Linked DNA regions of Acanthopagrus latus: region 2 is linked to region 1. A link is a contact called in public Hi-C data. All regions are on one chromosome and are shown on one strand. The core of a region is the stretch at or near the end of the contact, and the rest is flanking DNA. Distances in the headings are between cores, read along the strand shown.

Region 1 (7,114 bases), core at 537-3,036:
ATGTCAAAAAATCACTGCATGATGGAGCATTAAACCTTCTAAGTTTGAACTATGGGGCCAGATTCTGTTGCCAATTTGTTTGTACAGCTAGTAAAATGATGGCAGCCCAATACAACAAGAAACTTAGTAAGGAGTATGGCAGCAACAATTAGCTGTGTTATTATTTAGTTGATCGTCAGAAAAGTAACTAATTTGATAATCAATTAATTGTAAAGTAATTTCCCACAAAAAATATTTCAGAAATTACTGTTTCTGGCCGCTCATATATGAAGACGTCCTGCTTCTGTTTTATATCATGTTAAACTACAAATTCTTCCTGTTTTGGACTCAGAACAAGGACATTTATCCTCCTTGGACTTTGAGAAACTGGGAAGGATATTTTTCCACAATCTTCTGACATTCGACAGATCAAGTTATCAATCAAAAAAATAATCTTCAGAAAGACAATAATCTCTAGTTGTAGTAGTTTGTGGCTCTACTGAATTGCTTTACACCACACAGAGATGTTCTAAATAAATTTGAACACACTGATAGTAACAGTGAGCTTAACACTTCCAAGTACTAAAAATTAGTTTGGGATATTGGGATATGGGTGCATATATGCATGTGCATGGGTGAATAGTGACAGGAAATGTGTTGCATTGTTTTTAGGGATAAATAACATTCACAGAACACAAAATAAAAATGATGTGTCAGAGAGCAAACATGAAAATATCCCAATATTCATGACTAGTTTTGAGTAGTGTGCTATTAGAAACACTCCTATGTTCTGCAGGAGGAACATAATGACAGAATAATAGGCTGAATCAACACCTAAAGGCAAAACAAAGAAAAAAAAAAACACTCACATTATAACAACATTGATGTAGGTCGGGTGTAGTTTCTGTAGGGCTTGTGTATTAGGTAGCATTAGCATTACATGGTTTACCACACACTTTTGATCATACAACACACAGTGAAGATAAGAGGGAAACCTAAACGACACAGTCACCTGTCTCACCTTTGGGGTAATTGACGACATAGACCAAGTTTCCCCAGTCGTTCTCGGGAGCATGCAGGACCCCCTCCAGAAGCCGGACCCCCCTCATGCACTGGGACTCCGGGTTCCTGTACCGCAGCCCGCACGCCCCTGGAAACTGAGCCGCTACTGATGACAGCAAAACAGTGCCGTCGTCCTCCGATGGGATCTCCATGGGCTCCTCGTTTTCATCCTCAGCCACACGAATATACAACTCCGACATGGTGTCCGAATGGCTGAGCTCTGGGCCAAGTGGAATCAGCTGATGGAGCTCAAGTTCCCACTAAACACCTTTGTGATACACACGGGTTCGCAGCGTCGATCTCTGCCGAAGTTTACTTCTGTTAGCTTAGTGACGCAACTGAAATGCAATAGCAGTCAAACGCAAATAGACACACTTTGTGAAGGGCTAACGCTCGCTCCACAATTCTATAACATTTAATAGCTCGTGGCCATTAATACTAGAAGTTGACTGTTCTTCTACGCGGGCAGCACGAGTAAACAAGTTAGCCAGCTAGCTAGCTAACAAGCTAGCAAACTCCAGACCGCTTGAAAAATGAATGACCATCCAGTTTCCCGCTGCGTTTACTGTCAACAAAAGCACGAGTCTCCCTTTTGTCTACGTGCGTGTGTGCAAAAACTGCTCGCAAATGACAACATCGACAAGGTATCTTATTCGATGAAATTAAAGTACGAAATGGTCAGCTCACAGTGACTACTTGCAGCGGTACGCAGCTAACCTCTGTAACCTCAGGCTAGCTAACAAAATGGCTGCGGATCTTGGAGAGATGACATCATCTGGTTGGGAGGGCACACTGTTCATTTTTGTAGGGATGCCAAAGTTAAAAATAACAACATTCAGTGAAAAGTTTGACTTCAGATTACCAGCTGTCGTTTTAAATCGTTATTTACTTCATTTAAACATTACGTGGTGAAGAATATTGACCTTGCCGCGTTTGTAACTTGTCCGAGGCAAAGTTAAAAGCTTGTGATTCACCCTTTGAATTCAAAGCATGAAGAATCACCTTAAAAGCCCAAAACAAAAGGTGCGCACTGAGAAATTCTATTTCAAAATATCATGTATTTAACGCGTTGCAATCACGTGTCATGTGAAAAAAATATGTTTTAATTGACCTTTTTGGCTTTTTGATTCAAACATGTTTTACATGTCCAGACAAAATACCATAGGATATATGATGCAATATGATGGTGATATGTGTAAAAGGTTTAAAATCGTCTTTGTAAAAGTGTCAAAGCTGACCCACCAGTATTAACAGGCCAGTCTGTGTAGCCAAAGATAGTTAAAGCTTAGAACAATGTTTTGCATATTAGCAGTGACTTGTGTCCCACATAAACTTTCCTGCCTTTACAAGATTAAAATGTATTATTGCTTAGAGATAACCTGGTTTTGTGCCCAAACAAAATTGATGAACTCATTTGTTTTCATGACTGAATAAACAAACTGAACTTAACAGAGAACACAATTTCATACTTTGTCACTCGCTCATATGTGGCGGACTCCACCACCTTCCTAACTTCAAACATTGTCCTTGGGACCTTATTTTCCTCTGAGAACAGCTTCTTTATTCATTCACTTAGTTTTTCATCCATAACACACCATCTTAACAATTGGGGTCACTCTACAACTGATTTTAACCTGTTTTTCACACATGCTGGAGACAGTGACCATTCTTTGTGACTTTTTTGTCACTTGCCTTTCACATGTCAAAGCAAACGCACCTGTTTTATTTCCCCTCCCCCTTGACATCTGCCCACTCATCTACAAATAGGCTGGGGTTCGACTGCTCGTGGGTGTTTTCATCAGCGGCATTGGCATGGACCAGATAAGATTTGGCATCCTACTTAAAACTATGTGAGTACCATGATGTTGTACAAAGGTTGAATAATACTTTCTTCAAAATATAAGCTCAATTCTATCTCTATTCTACAGCGTTTTACAGGGTTTAGTCTTAAGGGATGTGTTTTCCATTCAGAAACAAGAATGGATTGATACCCCAACTGCAAAATTGTCAGGTAAATCTTTCTTTTGTAATGGCATGCAATTGTTAAGGGAAGAGTCACAAGATTTGAGAATAAGTTTGCATTTTCAGAGGGAGATGTGACATGTTTTACTGAGTACATGGAGATGTGGATCCATAGTGCGATGATTGAAGGGTTGGGAATCTGGCTGTCTGGGGCCTTGCAGATCCAAGGTAATTATTCATGACACAAAAGAGAAACAATATTGAGATTAAATATGTAAGTATGTGTCTTCTGAATTCACCTTTTGCTTTTTAAAAGCCAACCTTGCATCTCTGGATCACCTAAACCTCCAACTGACTCCCTGTGGATTCTCACTGCACAAAGACCCCGACGAGAACTTTATTTTTAGAGTCAGCTACACTGGATGTTTTGTTAAGCAACAGGTACATCACTCAAGAAATATCCATACATATTGACTTTTGTAGCTGAGCTTGGTGGTGATAATCCTCTGGTTGTACATTGATTGTTCAGCATGGCTACCATGTCCTGACACTGAATCTGGTGAGGAGGATTAACCGATTTGGAGGCAGACCTCGCAGTTTATTGATGACGTGTCCCATGGTTCCTGTGCTGCTCAGCAGAGAGCAGATCCAGTGTGACCCAGACTATATCCAGGTTCGTCACTTCGTCATGTGCACTGTAGATGTTTTATTCTCTTTTTTAGCCAAGTATTTTGCTTATTCTGATAAGATTTGTGTTCATCTGTAGGTGACCAGACCAGTTCCCTGTGACAGCTGGGACAACGAGGTACTAGTGGAAATCACTCCTAAAGTCAACCCCTCAAAATATGATTGCACTTTAAATCTAAACCAATATCTGTGTACATGTGTTTGGCCAAGACATAGAACCAGACGAGGTGAATCTGTCTGATGGTGCACGTTTGGTTGTGTGTTACAGTTGCAGTGGTCTCTGTCTCTGAGCGATCAGCTCATTGTAGCTCTGGAGGATGCCAGCCTGATCCAGATGAACACTGCCATGAGGGGACCAGACATCACAGTTCAAGGCAGGAGGAGAGAGGTCTTGAGCCCCGTCAAAGTAAGAGGCCTCCCAGCTCACACAGCACACTGCCACCTAGTGGCCAACAGGAGCGTTACAGCTAATACTCAATGTCTGGTTGATGCAGGTGATGGAATCTGAAGGGGAATTCTTGGCCTTGAAGCTGGTCAGCGGTCAGTATGCCTACAGTATGGAAGCCACATGTCCAAAAGGTGGGTGGCAAGAAGCGATTACTTTGATAACGATAATAATGGTTCATAAATAAATAGCTATATATATATATATATATATATATATATATATATGTATTCTTACTCATTTGCATATGTTTGCTATTGAGGTAATCCAATAGTAATCAAGTTACATTACTTTAAAGGGGCACTTCAAACTCAACAAAAAATAAATAAGGCTTGAAGCTAGAGAGCTCGTGGCAGGGTCCGCCAAATAGAAACAGGAAGGTTTTTATATTCATCTTATTTAGTCAAGAAAACAAAGAGAGTTTGTTTATTTAGTTTGTTTAGACTATAATTTCAGTCAGTGGAGATATTTCTCTTCTGATTAACATTTTTTGTTTATACATAGCAAATTATGCATTTATTAACAATGAATTATGATGTCAGCAGCTACTGGACCCAAAGAGAGAGCAAAGCCTTGTTAGGGTCATTAGATTGTTTATTATGCACTTAAGATGAAAAACGTATCTTACACGATGGTCAAATGTTTTATGATATAAACACTTAACCTAATCATTTATGGTCGTGTTATTTATAGTTGTATCTATTAGTATTGTGCTGACCTGAATTTATGGGCAATACAGAACATCTAATCTAATCTGAAAAGTAGCAAATAACCTGATTTGTCAAATAAAGACCACTTCATCAAAAATCATCAACATTGTAAGTAAGTGTACTTGGTTACGTTCTCACAACTGTTAACACATTTAATCCCCAATGTAATTTCAGTGAGCACGTCCACAGCAGAGGAGACAGTGCTACACATTTTCAAACGACACATGGGTCTGACCAAACGAGGCAGCCACAACAGCAACGCACTGACAGTCAGTAACGTGTCAGTGAAACAGACAGATGACCTCACCGTGCACGAGACCAGTGAGTTTGTGACACTGATCATCCCCACAGCCCAGATACTCCAGAACAAGGTTAGTGCTGAAACAACAGGTCTTACAGTAAATGTATGTACTGGCTTACTCTTCCTATAAGGAGTCATTACAGCGTCAGACGTCTAAGCCGGGTTTGTTTTACAGGCCTGCGCAGACAGCAAACAACTCCTGCAGCCGTTCTACAGGGTGGATGTTGTGCTCACCTTCAAAGAGACAAATCACAAAATGCACTGGACCATGGAGAACACACTGCCATGCACAGGTGAGTGTGCTGCTGATGAACACAGTAAAACTAAAGTGGTGATTAATTATTGGAGGATATTTTGACCACTAGCCATTGAAAGGCTTTTACTGTAGTCACACTGGGCACTTCTGTTTGTTGCTCAGTCAACCAATCATTTAACTTTATGTGGCACCTCTCAGACAATTTAAAGTGAGATAAAAGTTCCTCTTGTGAGTCACAAAAGTGACTCACAAGAGGAAATAACACTAAAATAAAATGATAACATAATCATATATGTACACATTTTTATCATTATATTTGTATTTTTCTCATACTTTTTGTAACCTTTCTTCTTTTTTTGTTTTTCTTTTGTGCTGCATTTAATATAATGTCTCATTGGCATGTATTTCTGTAGAATCGTTAATAAGGACTTCAACAACCTTCTGCTACTACTTTATTATCTACAAAATATACATATAATTCATAACTATAACTGCTGGACATGAGATATCTCCTACTTCCCTGTATAGCCCATTCTCAGTGTCTGTGCACTGGAGGTTTCCACATTTCACTTGTAAGTATGTATGTAAGTTAGATACTGGATCAGGACTGGCTTCCAAGCTAGTTGTGGTGACACAAAGTCAGCTCGTACAGACATGTGTTAAAGTTAGTTAGTTAGTCACACCAATCAAACGTTCTCTTAAAGCACAGATGTTGAGTGTTTGTCTTGGTCTGATCATATGTTACACCTTATCAAGGTCCAGGTAATAAGTGTTAATTAAAAGATTATAAGGCCTTCATAACTAAGTCCCAATAAGATAACTATTAACATTGATAAGACTATATTAGTATTACTAATAGCATATTGAACATGTGTATTGTGAGTTTTTAATACATTTAATGATTACTTTTAAGACACATTGTGATCCCCAGGAATCTTGAAAGATATTGCCTTGGAATATTTATCAAAATAATCGAAATATTACCTTTTTTTTTTTTTTTTACCATATTGAGCCCTAGACCTAATTTGCACTCACCTGTTGCCAAAACCCATAAAAGGTCCATCAGTCGCATACCTTTTTTTTTTAAGTATTTTTTTTGGCCTTTATATGGCATTATTGATGGTACAGCTCAAGAGATGACAGCAAACAGGATTAGAGAGTGTGGGAGTGACATGCAGCAAAGGACCCCAGGCTGGGACTCCAACCGCCACAGCTGCCCCATCAAGGACAAAGCCTCTGTACATGGGACGCCCGCTCCACCACCTAATCTAAACAGTGCCCCATCTTACGGCTTTTAAACACAATAGTACTAGTAATTTCACCTTCACTAAAATCATGCATTCGTACCTCCACAGTCAGGCCTGCTGCGCCACACATCACATCTGCTCCTGGTCCAAACACCACAGTCCTGTCCACGCTCAACTCTAACCACGAGAATCTAACTACAGAACAGCCGATGTTGGACCGCGCCACGGCACCCGCAGGGAAACTAAACGACATGGCTCTGCTCAAAGAGAGGACTGCAGAGTTTTCCACAACTAAATCATCTCACACACAAATGGAGACATACAGTTTTGATCTCCACAGTGATGAGACGTCAAAGAGTCCAAGTGGAAATTTGTCTTCCAACATTACTTCCATTAATGCAACTGACACAAGCTTTTCTGATTTTCTAAATGAAACCGCAGATGCTTCCTCAGAGCGAGGTTTCC
Region 2 (7,088 bases), core at 2,468-4,967, 290 kb after region 1:
CAGACACAAATTTCAATTATTCACCTCATCCAAATAATGCCATGTGACAAGAATTATCCCTACTGTAATAATCCACTTAACTGGGAAAGAGCAGCTCATCAAAAAGAGAAAGGAGAAAAGGGGCTGGAAGTGAGGGTGGAGGTGGTGGGGGAGACTTGTCAACCGGTCTCGAATCAGGACCCTCATAACAAGAATTTCTTCCCTTTTTGAGGAGGCAGTCTTGAAGCGCACTGGGATGATGAAATTGAAGTAAATTGAAAGAAAGCCTGGGAGAATGCTCCCACAATCAATAACCCCAGGATTAAATTAGCCTTGGCATGAAGGGATGATGGGGGGAGGATGAAGAGTGAATGGTGGTGAATGACATTGAGACATGTAGACTGAACAATACAGCACTCCTCCAACCTGGATGCTGGGTCCATACAAGGACAGTGAATGTACCTGTGATGTATTCCATCCCACTTAGCGATAAGACAGTCCAGGCTATAATCGTTGTCATCACTTGGGCCGAGCATCCTTCACACATTATTGAAAAACAGCTGATGTTTATTGTCATTAAATGTTGCTGGCCTTGCATGTATTCACAATTTGGACAACTTATGAGGATTATGGGTTGCATGGCACACTCAGGGCTAAACAATAAGAATTGCACAAGGACCTGGGACCAGTAAAATGCCAGGTCAGGCTGGTAAATCTAGCCTGCCCAGGCAAGTGGTAAAAAAAAGAATCAAACAATTTTTTTTTTGGGGGGGGTGAAGTTGATGATGGAAGGAGCTAAGGAGATCTCTGTTGAGTGTTGTACATACGCAATACTGATCAGGCTCCCACGAGAAAAATGGCTGCGGGTGAAGACATTTATAAGCCGAAGCCTAAGCAGACATTTCAACTATCCTTTCAGCATTTTCAATATGCAACAATGTTTGTAGATTTACACTCATGACCATGTCATGATTGCCATTACCGATCTATGAACATATTTTTCCCACCAAGTAACAGAAAACATCAAGACTCTCCTGTTGTGGAATTAATAAAGTATGATGCCTGCTCTTATCATGATGGACCACTTGCAGATACATACATAAATTGCTCAATAAATATACACAATTTCACCAGACAAACTACTTATTCATTGCTTTGCGTCACATGTGCATAATCAAAACATCGTCTTGGCGGAAATGTTCCGAAGCCAATGTTTCAGTTCACTGTGTTTATTGGCCGATAAAATAACTTGCTGATACTGTTCGCAAGAAAACATTGTTTTTAAACTTTTCTCAGAGCCATTTTTCCAGACAACACTATTCTAGAAACACTGAGTTGAAGGGGAACTTTTACTTTCAACTACATCTTCAAAGATGAATAAAGAAACATTTCTTTGTTTTTTATGGCCACAGGGAGGATTGCAGGCATGTCTTTGTACTAAGACATAGTCAACAGTTGGCAAATGTTTGTTTAAATAGTATATTCTTATTTTTATATTGCTGACGACATTTTACTGGCAAACCAGCTAAAATGTTCCTGGACACAGTTGTGTGACACAACCCAGACTGAAAAACAATGGGATAAACTTAAGACCAAAAAAGTATGTGGCAAACGTTTCATGCTAAACATGATTAAAGCATCAGTGAAACCATTGTGTCTGCAAAAATAGACCTTTCTACATGCTTTTTTACTCTCCAAAGAAAGGGAACATAAAGTACACTCTCATTATGGACTCAGAGACATCAGTGTGGCGCTGAAGTGACTGGCTGCTAATTAGAAGCCTTTAACACTTGATCTTGCTGGCGAATGTGTAATATCATCTGATTAGCCAGGGAAAAAGTAGTTTGTTGACGAAAGGATGAAAACAAATTTCCTTAAGTCATCACATCATAATAAAAAAAAAACACAAGTTCAATGTTTCTCAACTATGCAGCTGATTTCAGTGGTTAGCACACAGTCAGAGTAAAGGGACTGACCCTTGAAATCAGCTGCTTAAGAGCTTAAACTTACATACTCTGTGGCATTAATAGTACACTGTCGAGAATCAGGGCATGTGCCATTTAACAATAATTTAAAATGATCATATTGTGAAAGATAAAATTAGAATTCACTATCATCTAGTCAAACCTGCTATATCTATCTAAAATGCACTTATATCAAACTGGCATTACTCAAATTCATTTTCATATTCTAGTCCATATTACCTCATCAGTCTTGTAATTTGTATTGAATACTGAATCCTTACCAGTGCTTCTCTGGGGGGAGCAACCGGATCATCTCCAGGTCCAGGCTGAGAAGATAAACAACACTTGTGTTAGAGCGCCATCTAGTGGAGGACACAGGGGTTGTGGTTGTAATAAAGCACTGATAAGATAGCATTTGCAGAGCTAAGACTAGATGTATCTATCCATATGTATTTCTACCTGTCAATCTCATTTTGCTTATGCTATTGAAATTAGCAAAGACTGACTGAAAAAAGGTTTGAAACAAACAGTTTTAAATCACACTTACTTAAAAGACAACTGGGGATTCATTTTTAATATCAATCAATCACCTTTTTTATTGCTTACAATTAATTGTTTAATCCATGATCAGTCTGGACAATGACATCTCTGTCATGTCATTCGAATAATGTTAAAAAATAACTGTTAATCACAGAATGCACCAAAAACCTGGTCGTGCAAGCGAGAGAAAACAATAAAATCATTCATTTGCATTAACCTGCCTGGTCCTCTTCTGTCTAATTTAATGCTGGTGATTAGTTAAGTAAATAACGATATATAATGTGAATAGATGTGCATGAACGGATCTAGATATTTTGGATGGATATCCCTAGCTCACGCACTTGTTGATTCATTACTAAGGAAGTACTACTAGTATTACTAAGTACTGTTTTGTAAATGTTTGCGTTTATGACAAGCATGAATCCAGTTCTTTACTTAATTCTCCTTCCTGCTTGGGTTTAGTCAACACTGAATATACCTTTGAGGGATTAATTTATCCACAATTAAACTCTGGATAACATATTGACATCTATACTTGCTGATGCCGAAACTATATGTATTGCAAATGTGGCAGCAAAGTGCAAATCTATCCCCTGCGAGATGTATGACCCACAACTTTCTTTAACATGTGTTTCCTCGAGATGATTCATGCTCGACAGTGACGAGCAAAGGCAGTGTTAGCAAAGAGCCGAGCACACACCACCAGGCTTGTTTGGCTAACAGTGACCTTTCACATTTTATCTCCAACTGCACATTACAAGGCTACACTGTCAGACAGAAGGACGCACATTAGTTTAAAGTACAAATACAAAAACAAGAGGCTAACTTTAGCCGACTCAGTAAGAAAGCCACCTAAGTTTTGGCAACAGTGGAGAAGCGCAAGAACATCAGCTTGTCCTTTTGCGTCCACTTGTCAACACAAGTATGTCCGAGAGGCAACTTCTTAAACGAGCTAGCTAGCATGCTAACTAGCAGGCATGCTAACCTTCGCTATCTGCGCTTTTCTTTCTAAAGTAACAAACAAAAATGATGGCATTCAAGGGTCACGACATCTAAGCAAGTCGTAAGAGTTCGCTGTCGCATGTGGACATCGGGAGGTAAATGTCTCAGTTGCATAAATGTAGACCTGTGTCGGTGGATCAGGCTGGTCGTTGGATGCCATCTTCCTATCCCCTTGTTTGCTAAGAGGATGCTCGACTGAACAGCGCTCGATTACTTTTCCTGAGGGACAGCAACGGTGCCACAGTATGGGACAATTTAGTCATTAAAGGGCACAATGTAGTTTTAGAGAAGAAATTCAAGCTCAATATTTACAGTATGTATAAAGTAATAATACAAACTCGGAAATGTTTTCTTTTTCCTTAACCGAATAAACAAGCTGCTCTCAGAGGAGAAAATAAGGTCCAAAGGACTCTGTTTGAACCTTGACATGTGGCAGGGTCTGCCAAATATACAGTAAAACAGTATGAAATTGTGCAGGGAGTATGTTAATTCATTTCATTTAGTTCATTCAGTCATGAAAACAAAGCGTTTGTTTATTTAGTCTTGTAAAAAAAAAAAAAAAATCAGCAGCAAGTGACGATCTCTCTCTTCCAATTAAAATGTATTCCCCAAAGCTGCGTAGTGCACCTTTAAGTATAGTTAACACAGCAGAGTTTGATTAGATTTTGTTTAGAGGCCCTAGTGTGTACAAGCAACATGAAAGCACTATTATCAACTGGTTTGATAGAATACTTCATGACTACACGAAAAAAAGGCATTGATAAAAAAGTGGAGATATAAAGACGAATAAATCGAATAATATATATGTTGAAATATGAGGACAATTAACAAAACATAAAATGATAATTATAAGTCTTTTCATGTAATGTTTTCATTTGAATGTGTATTGTGGTGCGTTTTCCTCCACTTAAATGTCTAATTAAAAACAGCTGTCAGCGGATTGTTCGGGAGCCCTGACATTTTCGGGCCCTGGAGCCAACAATCCATTTGATAATCCAGCCTAGTCTCACAGTCTGACTGCACCAAGACAATCCTGTCAGTCGAGGCCAGCATGACAGATACGCTGTATCCCAATATAAACCTTAGTAACTTTTAATGGAACATTAACTTTCATTGCTGCCACCAAGTGATGCATTTAAAGAGGTGGACTTTCTGAGAGTTGTAATAGGACTTCAGGATGAAAGTTCGGTCAACATCTACTCACCCTCATGCTGATGGGAAAGTGGGGTAAGTGTCGAACTCCACAAAACTTTTCTTGAGCACAGCAAAACAAAGTTGCAGCATTCTACTGAACAACTGGAGTAGATTGGAACTTGTTTTACCTTGTTAAAAGTCTCTGGCATCCCCAATATCCCAAATTGATTTGAAAAGAACTTATACGCAGCCTTTAAGTGCACTCATGATTGTGTGCCCACTTCAGACAGGGTACTTTTTAGCTTGGCAGTGACAGTTAAGATTTTAGTTTTAAAAGGGTAAAAATATTATCCTTTCAAATACAATTTTGATCATCTTGATATGATGGGTTTAAAATGGAATGAAGTAAAACACAATCTCAGTATACGGGCTAGCATTCTTCAGTGGAACGCAATGAATTTCATAGTTGATGGACCAGATTTTATACAATTTATAGGTAGTGGGAGGGTGAATTCAGTATGTGGGGCTTTGTTCTTTACTTTTATTCATTCAGGGAGGGTTCACTGGGAGCGGTGTTCTCTTTTTCATTCACACAGTAACCCCATTCACACTGCAGTTTGGAATGCACAAATTCTCCACCTCCGCCTCTGTGTGAATGTCTTGGGTTGAAATTTGCTCCGGCGCTGATCTACTCTCTGGAGGTAGTGTTAGAGGCGCAGTATTGGCGAACCAAACCAGAGTGAATGGATAAGCCGGAGTCACGTATTGAGGGCGTGTCTGATAACTACACAGGTCCTTCCTTCAACTAGATATAGAGAAATGTCTCAGAAAGCAACATTACAGGACCAAACAAAAGTAATGTAGCAACCGTAACTGTCTTTGGCAATTTATGTGAGAAAATGAATACCACAGCTGTTACACATACACACCTGGAAGCTCACAACTGAGCAGCAGTCGGGGTAAAGGGCCTTGCTGCGGCATCAGTGATGGTAAGGAGGGAAGGGTAAGTGCTGTCCCACCCAGATTTATCCTGCCTGTCCCAGATTTGAAGCATAGTGCTCACAAGCTCACTTATCTAACCTTTAGGCCCCCACTGTGGTGGTGGAAGTGCGTGTTGAAAGGAAGGAATTAGTGGTTGTGAATTATTCTCACCTTTGTAGAAAGCTACAAAGAAACAAAGGCTCAAAGTAGGGCGAACGCTGTGTGATGTTGGGACTTCAATGCACAAAACACCTTGTGGTTGAGTGAGAAAAAACTGATGCAATGGTCAGGTAATAGATTGCTTAGATGAGAGGACTTTAGTAAACTTAGAGGATGGTAATAAAACAATGGCAGTTGTTAATACAGGAAACAACATCATAACTGATCCAATATGTAACAGGACTGTGACTGAAGTGGAGAGGGGTCGGAAACAGATGTTTCGGTAAAGTTAACCGGGAGAAGTTTAGGAAAGAGAGTGATAAATGTCTGAATCAGATTAATGGTAATATGACCACAGAAACCCTTGATCATTAAATAAGATGGTTTTAGAACTGCTGCCCTGAGAACCATCACTAAAACTCTCAGCCTGAGAGCAAAAGCAAAATAAAGAGGAGAGGCAATATTATGATGGGGCAGCGAGTGTAAAGAAGCTGTGAGAAACAGAAATTTAAACTAATGAAAATAATTAATCATTTTTGATATGTGAGACAGAACAGAAGCTCAGGTAATAGTGAGGAAGACAGTTAGGAAAAGGCACATTATACAAGTATTGTGGAACACGACCCCAGGAGAGCATAAGAAGTAAGGATGAAATATGCCATGTCATGTTAAAACACGCGCAAGTGCATATGGATCGAATGGATTATTAGTAATACCAAGAGGCAGAATACCACAAGGTTGAAGAGAGGGCTGTTATTGTTCCACTAAGGAAACCTGAGATGGATAGAAGTAAACCATGAAATATAGACATATAGATTGCCTTTATTAACATTAACATGTATAAACACATGCTGTATGTAAACGATGAACAGTAAATGAAAGACCAATGTGTTAAAAACAATCAACAGTAATGGATTCAAGAAGAGAAGAGTGGAGAAACTGCTCATTTGAAAGTATATGGACATAATTTGGTGAGACATTTTGGCTCTTAGGAGTATATTATCATAAAAAAAACATCATTTGAGATCATTTAGATAAGTTTAAAGACTTTATAAATGTGAAGAGATTACTTTTGCGGTTGGACTGGGGAGCTGACGTTGCATATGAAACACTGTGGGAGATGAATTCATGGATTTAATTCTAAGACCATACTTGGACAATGAGCTGTAATTTGGGCCTAGGTCACTTAGTTTCAAGTTACTTGTTGCTGCATCCCCTGTCTGGCCAAAACGTACATTTTTTTCCCTCCATGAAATCTCAAATTCTTCCAATAGTTGACAAGGAGACGTGCTCTGAATCAACGCAGCGGCATTTCTCCTGTCTCAACTT

What was found. Hi-C and Micro-C count contacts between places; a contact is called where the count stands out from the background.
Region 2: a contact with region 1 is called in a Hi-C map of muscle, with 3 times the contacts expected there. The contact joins the promoter of pex14 here to the promoter of tardbpl in region 1. A contact is called at or near these places in 3 of 4 Hi-C or Micro-C datasets (liver and muscle).

Annotation. Positions count from the first base shown.
Region 1 is chr7:17,732,449-17,739,562 of fAcaLat1.1, forward strand. It overlaps tardbpl (TAR DNA binding protein, like), which reads right to left and starts at 1,787. Exons shown (of 7, transcript XR_005076168.1): 1 at 1,001-1,787. It overlaps c7h1orf127, which reads left to right and starts at 1,864. Exons shown (of 12, transcript XM_037104812.1): 1 at 1,864-2,064; 2 at 2,809-2,891; 3 at 2,970-3,052; 4 at 3,130-3,231; 5 at 3,320-3,444; 6 at 3,533-3,676; 7 at 3,770-3,808; 8 at 3,959-4,096; 9 at 4,185-4,269; 10 at 5,020-5,216; 11 at 5,322-5,439; 12 at 6,758-7,114. The coding sequence starts at 2,032.
Region 2 is chr7:18,019,487-18,026,574 of fAcaLat1.1, forward strand. pex14 (peroxisomal membrane protein PEX14) reads right to left here and starts at 3,718. Exons shown (of 10, transcript XM_037104839.1): 1 at 3,610-3,718; 2 at 2,225-2,269. The coding sequence starts at 3,645.